Regions from separate parts of the Mus musculus genome. Here all the other regions are linked to region 3. A link is a contact called in public promoter capture Hi-C data. All regions are on one chromosome and are shown on one strand. Each heading gives the region's core, a stretch centred on a gene start, on an enhancer-like site or on the middle of the called end of the contact. The rest is flanking DNA. Distances are from core to core; before and after follow the strand shown. Region 1 holds the start of Rcan2 (regulator of calcineurin 2). Region 2 holds the start of Slc25a27 (solute carrier family 25, member 27). Region 3 holds the start of Enpp4 (ectonucleotide pyrophosphatase/phosphodiesterase 4).

Region 1 (3,615 bases), core at 36-2,535, 300 kb before region 3:
TACACACAGAGACAGAGAGTCAGAGATAGGCACACACACACAGAGACACACACAGAGGGAGGGAGGGAAGGAGGGAGGGTGGGAGGAAGAGAGAAAGAGAGAGAGAGGGAGAGAGAAGAGAAGAGAAGAGAAGAGAAGAGAAGAGAAGAGAAGAGAACTATTACTTCAATGCAGTTTTAATACTGTTATTAAGAACCAACCAAGTGGATGCAGGAAAAGGTTCAAGTATACAACAGTGAGAAAGGCGACATGACACAAAACTTATTCCTATCTGCCATTCTATCTGCTTTGAGGTTGGTCTCCTCTATCCTTCAGTTTCCACGGTCTCCAAACGCTAATCATTTTGTGTCATTGAGGTACTCTTGCCATGAGATTCAGTCCTGTCCCCGTCTGTGCCACCACAAGTCACAGGCTTCCTTGTTCTTGAGCTGCATAATTTTGCACAGTCTTCAGAATGGGTTCATTTGGTTGAGAAGTAAATCCTCCCTGTATTGTTCCACCTCCGACACGCCCCTTCCCCTTTACCTTGTATAAATACTAGTCTCCCTTTTCCTAGGGACCCAAAGTCTTACACATTAGGAATCCTTGAACACCCAAGTCCTTCTTTCTCTCCCCCAGGTCTGGTGGTTGTGAGTCTTTCCTGGCAAAACTGTGAAACCGGCACAGGGCACCTTCAATGGTGTGGGCAGGGCTCACTCACAGCCCCAGCCAGAGGGCGCCAGCACCCACCAAGCATAGTCGCTCTTGAGCACTCAAGAGTGGCTTCCAGACAGTTCCTTAGTTAGCCAGAGGTCGACCTGTGAGAAAACAACCCCCTAGTTCTACGGACCCACAGTTTCTTCTCTGTCCTTTTATTTTTTAGTATCCTTGTATGCAGATGCTTCGCTCCAAGAGCGATCTCACCCCTCTTTGACCCTCAAAAAAAAAAAAAAAAAGTCCTCAACGGGGGATGGGGGAGATGACCCGGGAGCCTCTTCTTTGGAAAGGCATTGCCTTTGGGGACAGGCTCCTGTGTCAGGTTCCTGCAAAGGGTCCAGCTCGCCTGAGATCGCAAAGGAGGGGTGTGCAGCTGAGCGCCGGGTGGAAGCCCAGGAGGTGGAGGTGGGTGAGGGACCCAGAAGGGCGACTGGTCAGGAGGGAGGCGACCAAAGGAGGCCAGTCAGGGGCTTTGGCTTCCCTGGGGTCTGATTGGAGGTTGGCCCGATGAGTCGGAGCTGGGGGCGCGCCCATCTCCACTGGCTTGGTCGAGAGCCGCCGGCTCGGCCCCTCCCCGGAGCCGCTTTGTCCCGGGTGACGGCGGTGGAGGTTGCGGGAGCACCAGCAGGAGGCACAGCCCGGGTGACCCCACGACCCGGAGAGCGGGAGGCGGCGCTCAGTGCGCACGGCTCCACGCCCAGGCCCGCGGGCTCCGCGCTCGCCCCGGCCGTCAGGTGAACAGGCAGAGCCGCGCCCGCAGCCTGCTGCCCCGAGGACCCCCGAGCCGCTGCCACTGTCACCGCCGCCACAGCGGCGCATCGCAGACGTCCTGCAGGTCGGTTACGTAACGGCGCAGGCCCCATCGACCCTGTCCCCTGTCCCACCAGGGCTGAACACCTGGGTGCCAGGGGACCCGGACAATGGGAATCAAGCATTGCTGGGCTCAGGGGCAGGGCTGGAGAGATCTTCTCTCCTGGCCAGTCCCCAAAGCATCCCCAGAGACAGGTTTCCCATGACCCCCTCTAGGAGGCGCTAGTCTCCAAAAGCCCCCTCCCCATCCTACTGGCCAAGGGTCCACCTTCCCAGGTGCAGCAGCAGGTGTATAGGGACTTGGAGGATCCAGAATAACTCCAGTGTCCCCGGGATTTGGGCTTAGAGGAGTTAGGGGTGTCCAGCAAAGCAGTGAGTAAAGGAAAAAAAATGAGGAGACCCCTGTCTTCCCAAGCTTTACCAAATTTTTTAGGGAGAGGCAAAGGGGCTTTCGGGCACAGCGGGCTGAGAATTGTCCTGCCTGGGCTTAGCCGGCTTGGGTCATCTAAAAATAACTTCAAGTTTGAAAAGTGACATGGACAGGAGCGCGGTGTGCCGGGTTCGTCGTGCCTGTGGGGTGTTTCTCTCCAGAAGTCATCAGAGGGGACAAGGCAGTCTCAGCTACCTGATTCCTCTCGGCTGCCTCTACATCTCGCTGGTTGCCAGGGTGCCTCGATTTGACTTGTGGTTAATGATTTATTCTTCAAGGCCTTGCTGTTTGTCCTTTTTTTTTTTTCTTTTTTCCTTTCTTTCTTATCCCTGATGGATTCAACAAGACTGCATACTTTGGCACGTTTTGTTTCTTATATTGGGATAGAAATGGTCAGTGGAGGGATTATTACACCCACTGCCAACACTGTCTTAAAACCTCATTTTAGCAAAGACAACAATAACAACAAAACCCGTTTCTTGTTTCTCTTTATGTAGTCCTATCATTTCCCACGGATGGAAATAAAAGGATGGTAAAGTATTCTCTAGCCGTGATTTGTGTATAGAGAAACTTTACGAAACATGAAGCATGTTTACAACCCAACTTAACTTCCGAACCTTGCTTGTCCTTGATGATAGAAAATCCAAAATATAGGACAAGGGAGTGTTGTCCACAGAGCAGTTCTTGCTGACCAGGGTATCATGAAGATGGACATTAGGTAGGAAGAGTCAAGAAGCAGGCCAGCATGGGCTGTGGGGCCCAGGAGTGAACACTTGGCAGGTTTTCAGTCCCCACATTGATTTCCCTTTCAGCCTTGTGAAGCTATTACACCACATATGACCGGTCATCAAGCTCAATTAGCCTGCAATGGGGGTTGTGATTGGCTTTCCAATGCACTGGAAATTGAATCAGCCTTTCCTGAGCATCTCTTACTTTGAATGTGGTCCAGAGGATTTGGGGAGAGAGAAGTGTCCTCAACAAAAGTGGCCAGATTGTAAGATCTTAGTAAATGCTTAGAGGTGTGTGCCCTTCCTAACCCACCTAAATCTTGGAGGATGCGGCTCTCTCCAGTGAGGAACATTTAACAGGAGTGGGAACTCGAGAGCTTTCTCATTTGCAAGTACTCATCACACTTGCATAACTGTTTGCCACTTGTCAGATATAGTGCAGGGACTGGCATTCTTTTTTATTCAGCCCAGCTTGGACAGTGGCAGAGGTTGCACACTCTCATTCCTTTAATTCCCTGTGCCAGGGATGAAACAGTTATTTATTAAGCACCTGCTGTGTGCTAAGCAGGCTCTGTGCTAGGAGCTAAAGAAACAAGGTCCTACACTTCCCAGAACTGAATCAGGCAGAAAATAAATGCTGGTGAATCAGCAGAGCGAGCGTTTAGCGCAGAAAGGAGAGAGGTCGGTGGGAGCCAAGAGATAGGAGGGTTGAAGGACTCTAGAAGAGGCTGCCAGAGAGTAAACATTTGGACTGGGTCCTGATGGGCGGTTGGCATTCTCTAGAGAAGGCACTAGGCATTCCATGTAGAAAGGACAGCACATGCACACAGAGGGAAAGTTATGTTCAAGAGCACCTAGTTCTGAGATGACACCCGAGGAGGATATGGTGAGTTGGGGCTTTAAACATATTCTATTGAAAGGGAGAAACCATGCAGTCTCTAATAGGGGAAA
Region 2 (3,591 bases), core at 1,001-3,500, 440 kb before region 3:
CTTGATCTGAAAGCCTATTCTAGCTACTTGGTCCATCATACACTTCGTACACACAATACCCTGAAGAACTCTTAAGAAGGATATGGGGTCAAGCTCATGAACATCGCTTAGAGTACACAAAGATTTTCAGTGACCGCTGCCTGATCCACGATCCATGAATACCTTTCCAAAGACAGGAGAGGGGGCGGGGAGGGGGATGTGTTACATCTTTCCATTAGGTTCTGGAAAAGTTGCTAACCAATAATGTCCCTAAGATGTTTTCTTATCTTGCATATATATGGAGTCTTAAAAAGTTTCCAGTGGTATACACACACACACACACACACACACACACACACACCTTAAAAAGTGTCTTATCAACACATGAAACTGAGCAAAGTATGAAGAGGCAAGAGCTCTAAGTACAAATGCTGCTTCTCAGAACACATGTTTTCTTCCTTCCTTTTCCTTTGGTTACCTTGTGGCTGGGGCATTCGTGCTGAATCAGTGTGAACTCCCCTTTACCAACTAACTTTGATCCCTTGGCCTTCTGTCCCTATTCTTCACCCGTTTCTCCCCAACACATTTCACAGGACCGTTTCTGGACAAGCCACTGAGCTTTCAGGGAGCCATCAAACCACTAATGCAGCTCATCACTCGGCTGACTCGTTTTAGATGTCTTTAGAAGCTGGTGAATTTTATTTAGGAAAATCAATGATTAAGGAAAATAAAATTGTGTTAGCTTTGATTAGAAAGAAGACAAATAGATGGGCCAAAGGCAAGAAAGGAAGAGTCTAAAGGGCAAAGCAATAGGTAGTGTGCTGGCTATGCTAGGCATAAAAATAAATAAAGCTCCGCTAGAGACGGTTGGATAACATTTTCAAATAACTAATGCACCAGAGACATTTTCCTTTTTCTTTCTTTCTTTTTTTAATGGACAAAAAAATGTAAGGGTAATCTCAAATAGCTTCACAGAGACCACAGGTTGTACTCAAAACCTCCCTGCCCCCTTCCTGAAAAACAACAACAACCACAACAACACCCCCACCCTTTGCTCATGCCATAGTGCCGTAATCCACTTTAGGTGGTCTGTTTATTTACTTATTTATTTATTTGTTGTTGTTGTTTGTTTCTTTGAACTCACTTAGGCAGATGGATCTGTCTTGTTTTGTTTTGTTCCTATAATGTTCTTGGAACACACAGAAATAGCTTCTCTGCAACAGGCAGCAGCTGTAAATAAATGTCTTTCTCTGCATGTGCCACCCCCCACCCGCCACCCCACTGAGCCTGGAAGAAGGCCACACTGGGGTTTTTTGCAATTGTATATCCAGGACCCACTACTGCATCAACTGGAATAATGCTGCCCCTACCTTGCATTTACCACATATAAAAATTACTTCTCAGAATTCCCCTTAACGGGTATAGGCTCAGAGAAGTGATGTGGCTGACTGGCATTAAGCAAATGTTCCAGAGGGATGGTTAACAATTGGAGTCCCTCAAGGTAGGACTCACTGTCCCCCTTCCCCCAACTCAAATCTTAAAGACTCCCGAGGCAGCATAAGACTATAAACCACAAAAAACGATCCCAGGGAGGATGAAAAAGAAAAAAACAAACCAAAACCAAACCAAAAAACTGTGAACAAATGGATTATGGTTCTATAAAGGTCATCCTTACGAAAGGGGAAATGTTTCCTAGAGAGGTATAGGGCTCATGAAGAGCCCAAGAGTACTCACTCAGGCATAAGACAACATCCCTGGGGATGGGAAGACAAGGACCCTGGACACCTCCAATCCACGCTCCTCCCGAAGCTGGCCTACTGGGCACCTGACCACATCCTTGCGAGGGTCCAACCTCTGAAGATGCACTCCAGCCAGGAGTGAGGCTGCCCGCCCATCCCTCCCCCAGCACGATGCCGCAGCCACTCGCTGGGGAGGCCGAGGCGGGGGCGGCCGGTACCTAGCTCGGCCACGGTTGCGGCGCAGCCGGACAGTAGGAACTTGCTCGTCCGGGGCCATCTCTGCGTGAGCGGCAGCAGCTTCTCCTCCTCGGCGATAGGCATTCAGCAGCAAGTCAGGACCACTGGGCACCGCTGGTCGCCTGGGAACCTGCCACCCTGCCGGCGCCGCCCCTTTTCAGCCCGAGAGAGGTCAGGTCAGGACCATGTGCCTTTATTACGCTCTGCAAAGGCGCCGCCCGCCTGGTAGCTGGACCGGTCCGGCGGCCTCAGGTGCTGAAAAACAAAGCCGCACCCAAGAGGCTTCTGGGAAATGTAGTTCTTGGGGGCTCAGCGACTTCTCTGATTGGCTGGTAGCTAGGCGCCCGCTGCAAACAGCTAGTTTACTCGAGCTCCGCCGCCTCAGGATGTGTTCCCGCCTCCTCCGTCCCAGCCCAGCCCAGCCCAGTTCAAATCAAAGCTTTTTTTTTTTTTTTTTTTTTTTTTTTTTTTCTCATAATTTGAAAGCCGTGGGAAGGTGGAAGATAGCCACAATGCAAAAATCACACAAAAACTGGGGCGGGGCAAAGGAACCACAGTTACGCAAGAGAATTTGTTTAAAAAGTTTCTCGGCTCAGAGTTTGCAAAACTGGGCGCATTTTCCTCAGTCGGCGGGGGACTAGGAGATTCCCCTGGAGAAGGACGTTTTCAAACGTCTGTTGATTCTGGAAGATGGGCATTATGGAGTTATTCTCACCAATAGCAATCGCCGTTCTGGGAAGCTGTGTTCTTTTCTTATTCTCTCGGTTGAAGAATTTGCTTGGACCCCCGTGCATCCAAGGCTGGATTCCCTGGATTGGAGCTGGACTTGAGTTTGGGAAAGCCCCTCTTGAATTTATAGAAAAAGCAAGAATCAAGGTATGTAGCAGTGACAGGGAGTTTGGAGGGAGGTAGTATTTCCTTTTCTAATTTTTCTTTTATTAAACTCAGTGTTGGAACATTGGGCATACACATACTTCCGGCAATTCGTCTACTCTGTTTCTCTACATACCTTGTTGGAAATAGTCAGGTCTTTTGACTGTTAGTAATTCCCTGCAGTTAATTCTAAGTGGGTGTTTATTAACATTGCAGATGTAAGCTTGTAGTTTGGGGGCGGCGACAGAAGAGTTTCCATGATTTCAGTTTGTGAAAACGAGTAATAAATTTGTATCACAAGTAGAGGTAACTCTACGATTTTATAAAACTTGATTTGCTAAATTGATCTTTACAGATTAAAAGCTCCCCAATATTCTTTCTTTCTCTCCCCATCCCTACCACCAGATACTATTTTATTGGTGAGTTCCTCCCTCCCTTATTCCCTGCCCTGAGGAAATAAGTAATGGATTCCACTGTAAGGGTTTTTTTTTTTTTTTTTTTTCCCATAAAGCAGCTACTGAATGTTGAACAGTTTAGAGAAGGCACTTTTACTGGCTGGCCTTTTAATTTCTATTCATATTTTGGCGGCCAAGATCTTACTGTGGTTTTGGTTGGGAAGCCAGCATGGTGGATGAAGTGCTTTCTGCAGCAACCACAAAAACCTGAGTCCATACCTCAACCCCTCCAGGTTCAGTGAGAGAGGCTTTGTCTCAAAAACTGAGGTGGAGGGCCAGCAAGAGGGCTCGGTGGGTAAAGGTGTCTG
Region 3 (3,451 bases), core at 127-2,626:
CTAACACTGAGTCTTCAGCTATAAACAAATCGCCCATCCAAAGGTCCTCAGACCATTTTCATGGAATGAGAAAGCCATGGATCCAGGAGTGAAATTATAAAATGCTGTAAGAAATTCTGTAATTCTCACCCCAACAAAACCCCAAAGGGAATTTAAAAAGGGGGGCAGGGGAGGGGAAAGGGCAGATATATCTGGACTAGCAGTAACTGGAAATCTGATATAGTCTCCAGTTTGGGGGTGGGGGTGGGGAAATATCCCTTGCCTCCTCTGGGTTAACTGTTTGCCTAAACGTCCATCAGCTCTCACTGAATCCTAGACCATCGAAGGCTTGGACTGGAAGAGGGTAAGGGAAAAGTCCCTGATCAGCCTTAGCATTCCCTCTGCTCTTTGAAGCAAAGAAATTCAAATGTGGCTTTAAAATAGCAATATCCTTTATTGCCCGTGTGGCACAGGTAACAGGTGGTTTACCCATAGATTTTTATTAAGTGCTTAACCTAAGGGAAGAAACCCAACTCCCTGAAAGTTTTCTAAGTCTCAATGATTCTACGATTCTAAATGGTTCTCCGCTGTTCTAGGCCACACATAGCATCTTCAACTCAGTTACATCTTACTGCACACAAAATGCCCCATGATGTACATCCAACAAACTTTCTTCCCAGGCACACCCAGTAAAACTGCCTTTAAACTTAGTTGAGGGGTAAGGCAGGGGAGAAGCACGAAAACTCAACAGTCCCCCTAAAACTGAGAAATCTCTGGGGAAACTGGAAGAAAGGGGAAACCCACACATCCGCGTGCTTCTCTCTGCAGCTGGCTCCTCTGGAGTCCCACCAAAGGTACAGGGGATTTTTTTTCCAGTCACTGGCTGGACAGCCATCCAGGCTCAGGGCTGGCTCCAGCATTGGGAAGGGTTGTTTGCGCAGCGCCTACCCAGCATCCGGCATCTCCCTCAGCCTGCTCTCTACATTTTAGATCAGGAATGCCAATTGACAGCACGAAAGCACTGACCCTGAAGCTGACACCCAGGCAGCCGTGGCCCCGCCCTTACGCCTTGACCCTGACCCTGACCCCGGCCATGACCCCCGCCCCTCACCTAACGCCACAGTTGACATCCACCTGCCGCCGTATGCTCCTCCTCCCCGCCTCCCTGGTCACCCCACGCGCGTCTCCACTAGCGGAACCGACCCGCGGGTGGAGAAGAAGGAACCAGAAGCTCTCACCGTCTCTACCCTCCGCCCTCGGCGAGCTGGGGAAGGGAGTGGCATTTCCCTCCGGGACTCACCCGCCTCCACCGCCACTTCGGTCTGGCGCGCGGAACTCAGCGCTAGCGGAACCCCGCGCTCCCGGCCACTATCTGGTCGGCGGACGCGGGCGGAGCGCGGCTCCGCGGAGCGCTTCCTGGGACGCCTGCGCAGTAGCGGACGCCCCCCCCCACCCCCCGCGCGCGGGCCCCCGCAGAGACTGGCGCTGCCCCGGGGCGCTCCGGAGGCTCCCAGTGCGCAGCTGCTGCGGGACGCCGCAGAGAGCGCCTGGGGCCGACCGCCGAGTGTGAGACGCGTACCCGGATTGGATGCCCGAGCCCGCGGTGAATGGGACTCCCTTACCCATTGGTTCATTTAACGGTACCACTCGGAGACAGGTAGAATGGAGCTGGACAGAGAGGTTTGCCTTTCCCACCCTCTCACCCGCCCTGGCTGCCCTTTTCTTATTACTCTGTTGTGGGTCCCTTGTTTTAGGCAGAAGACGAAGAAGTTCCTTTTGCCTTCACCTGCACAAGGAAAGACACTCTGAAACAACCAGTTCATTTTTTTTTTCTGGTCATGTTTCTGCCTTTTAAAATTCCCTTTCTGTTTTAAAATCATCCTCTGGTCATCTCACGCGCACATTCCTTCTATTTAGAATAAGGTGTTGTCTGTTTCTACAGTCCCAAATAAAAGTCTGTTGGGGTCCTCAAACTAAGTTTGTTCTAATTTTGCCACAGCCGTGGATGTGAAATTATGCTCGTGCCTTTAAAACTAGTATTAATAGCTGAATTATCCAACTTCAAACTTAATTAGCAGAATTGCCCGAGATATATTTCTTTAATATTTGTATTGCCCAGACATAGTTGACAAAGAGGTTAGTATTTTTTCTTTGTATCTCTAATGCCCAAAGGTGAACCTGACATGCATGGACTTACTCAATGATTTTTGGGTTTAACGAGGTATGTTAAGGTACTCCATGTTTAAATGCTTCCTCTGTTAAGATGCAAGTGCTCAGAAAATGTTTTCATTACAGTATCTACACACAAGATACTTAAGGGGATACAATTAATCGAGTTAAGGATATCAAAATCATATACTATACCCTGAAATCTAAAAGACTTAGCTGGAAACCCAGTAGCTGGATTTATTGGGTTCTGGGCATTAAACGTCAAAGGCTGAATTTGGTACCCTGCTCTGAGTTGAGAGTACAGCCATAATTCAGAGCCTGGGTGCAATCAAGGAGACAATTTTAATATGAGTGTAGTCAGTTCATTATTGATTCCAGTTTCAAGCCTCCAGCTATCCTGTACATTCACAAACTGGAGCGTCTTGGACCCACAGGTTGGCTTGGCCAGCACTGAGTAATGTTGGGCACTGAGTAAGGTTGTGCCTCAACCTGTTTGAGCTTTATCTCCTCATCTGCAGAGCAAGTCCTGGACCAACCTCTCAGGGTTCTTGTCCAATACGTTTTCTAAAGCAAATAAAGCACTCAGCCAGTCACCGGTCATCGTGTTAGCTGCCATTGTCACTGCGATACCGCCAATTGTTTTGAACAATAGGGTAAGATGGAGTTCTAGGGGAGTTTATGCAATGTACAGTTTAACAGGACTTAAATTTCTGCTTTTGGGAACCGAGATTCTGCATATCCTGATGCAAAAAAAAAAAAAAAAAAACAAAAACAAAAACAAAAAAAAACAAAAATAAAAAACAAAAAAACAGAATTGAGTGCTCTATGGGTGGCACATGTAATAAAGAGAGCATCAAGCTGATCACTAACAGAAAGAAACGCTTCCTTATCCGGTCTCCTCCACTTTAAGATAAAGCAGTCAAAGCCAAAGAGGCAAAATGGTCTCCCTTGGCACCAAACTCCTGTTATCTCTCTTATATTTCCTTTATCAACCATGCTTGGAATCCATGTCAAATAGGGGTAAATGATAAGTGCTATTTGTTTCCTTGTACAACAAGAAATCCAGAAGAGAAGATACACTTCAGAAATTGCTGGCTTTGCAACTCATCGAGTGGGGCATTACTCATGTACGCCGCTCCCCTCTTCCTACTTGGAAATTAATTGGCATATGTATCCTTTCGTGGAAATGATAAGATCTTTTTCTCCCCCACCCCCCGTATACCCTGGGTGATATAAGCGACTTCTTGGGGGTTTCGTCTTTCAGTGACACCTCCCATTTCAGTTAAACTAGTTCCTGTCTCAC

What was found. Promoter capture Hi-C pulls out the DNA fragments that hold promoters and counts their contacts. Capture Hi-C pulls out chosen DNA fragments and counts their contacts.
Region 1: a promoter capture Hi-C map of neural stem cells shows a contact between it and region 3. The contact joins the promoter of Rcan2 here to the promoter of Enpp4 in region 3. A contact is called at or near these places in 8 of 39 promoter capture datasets (the 3T3-L1 cell line, cranial neural crest, embryonic stem cells and 4 more), 3 of 484 Hi-C or Micro-C datasets (all in embryonic stem cells) and 1 of 115 datasets of contacts at active chromatin or transcription factors (stem cell-derived neural progenitor cells).
Region 2: a contact with region 3 is called in a promoter capture Hi-C map of adipose tissue. The contact joins the promoter of Slc25a27 here to the promoter of Enpp4 in region 3. A contact is called at or near these places in 12 of 39 promoter capture datasets (the 3T3-L1 cell line, 3T3-L1-derived adipocytes, the C10 cell line and 6 more), 3 of 115 datasets of contacts at active chromatin or transcription factors (embryonic stem cells, memory CD8 T cells and pancreatic cancer cells) and 3 of 9 other capture datasets (adipose tissue, liver and pancreatic islet).

What each region holds. Positions count from the first base shown.
Region 1 is chr17:43,800,566-43,804,180 of GRCm38.p6, forward strand. Rcan2 (regulator of calcineurin 2) reads left to right here and starts at 1,286. Exons shown (of 5, transcript NM_207649.1): 1 at 1,286-1,531.
Region 2 is chr17:43,664,964-43,668,554 of GRCm38.p6, forward strand. It overlaps Slc25a27 (solute carrier family 25, member 27), which reads right to left and starts at 2,251. Exons shown (of 9, transcript NM_001357122.1): 1 at 1,937-2,251. The coding sequence starts at 2,039. Cyp39a1 (cytochrome P450, family 39, subfamily a, polypeptide 1) reads left to right here and starts at 2,409. Exons shown (of 12, transcript NM_018887.4): 1 at 2,409-2,831. The coding sequence starts at 2,646.
Region 3 is chr17:44,104,432-44,107,882 of GRCm38.p6, forward strand. Enpp4 (ectonucleotide pyrophosphatase/phosphodiesterase 4) reads right to left here and starts at 1,377. Exons shown (of 4, transcript NM_199016.2): 1 at 1,218-1,377. It overlaps Gm34917 (predicted gene, 34917), which reads left to right and starts at 1,353. Exons shown (of 4, transcript NR_167720.1): 1 at 1,353-1,636.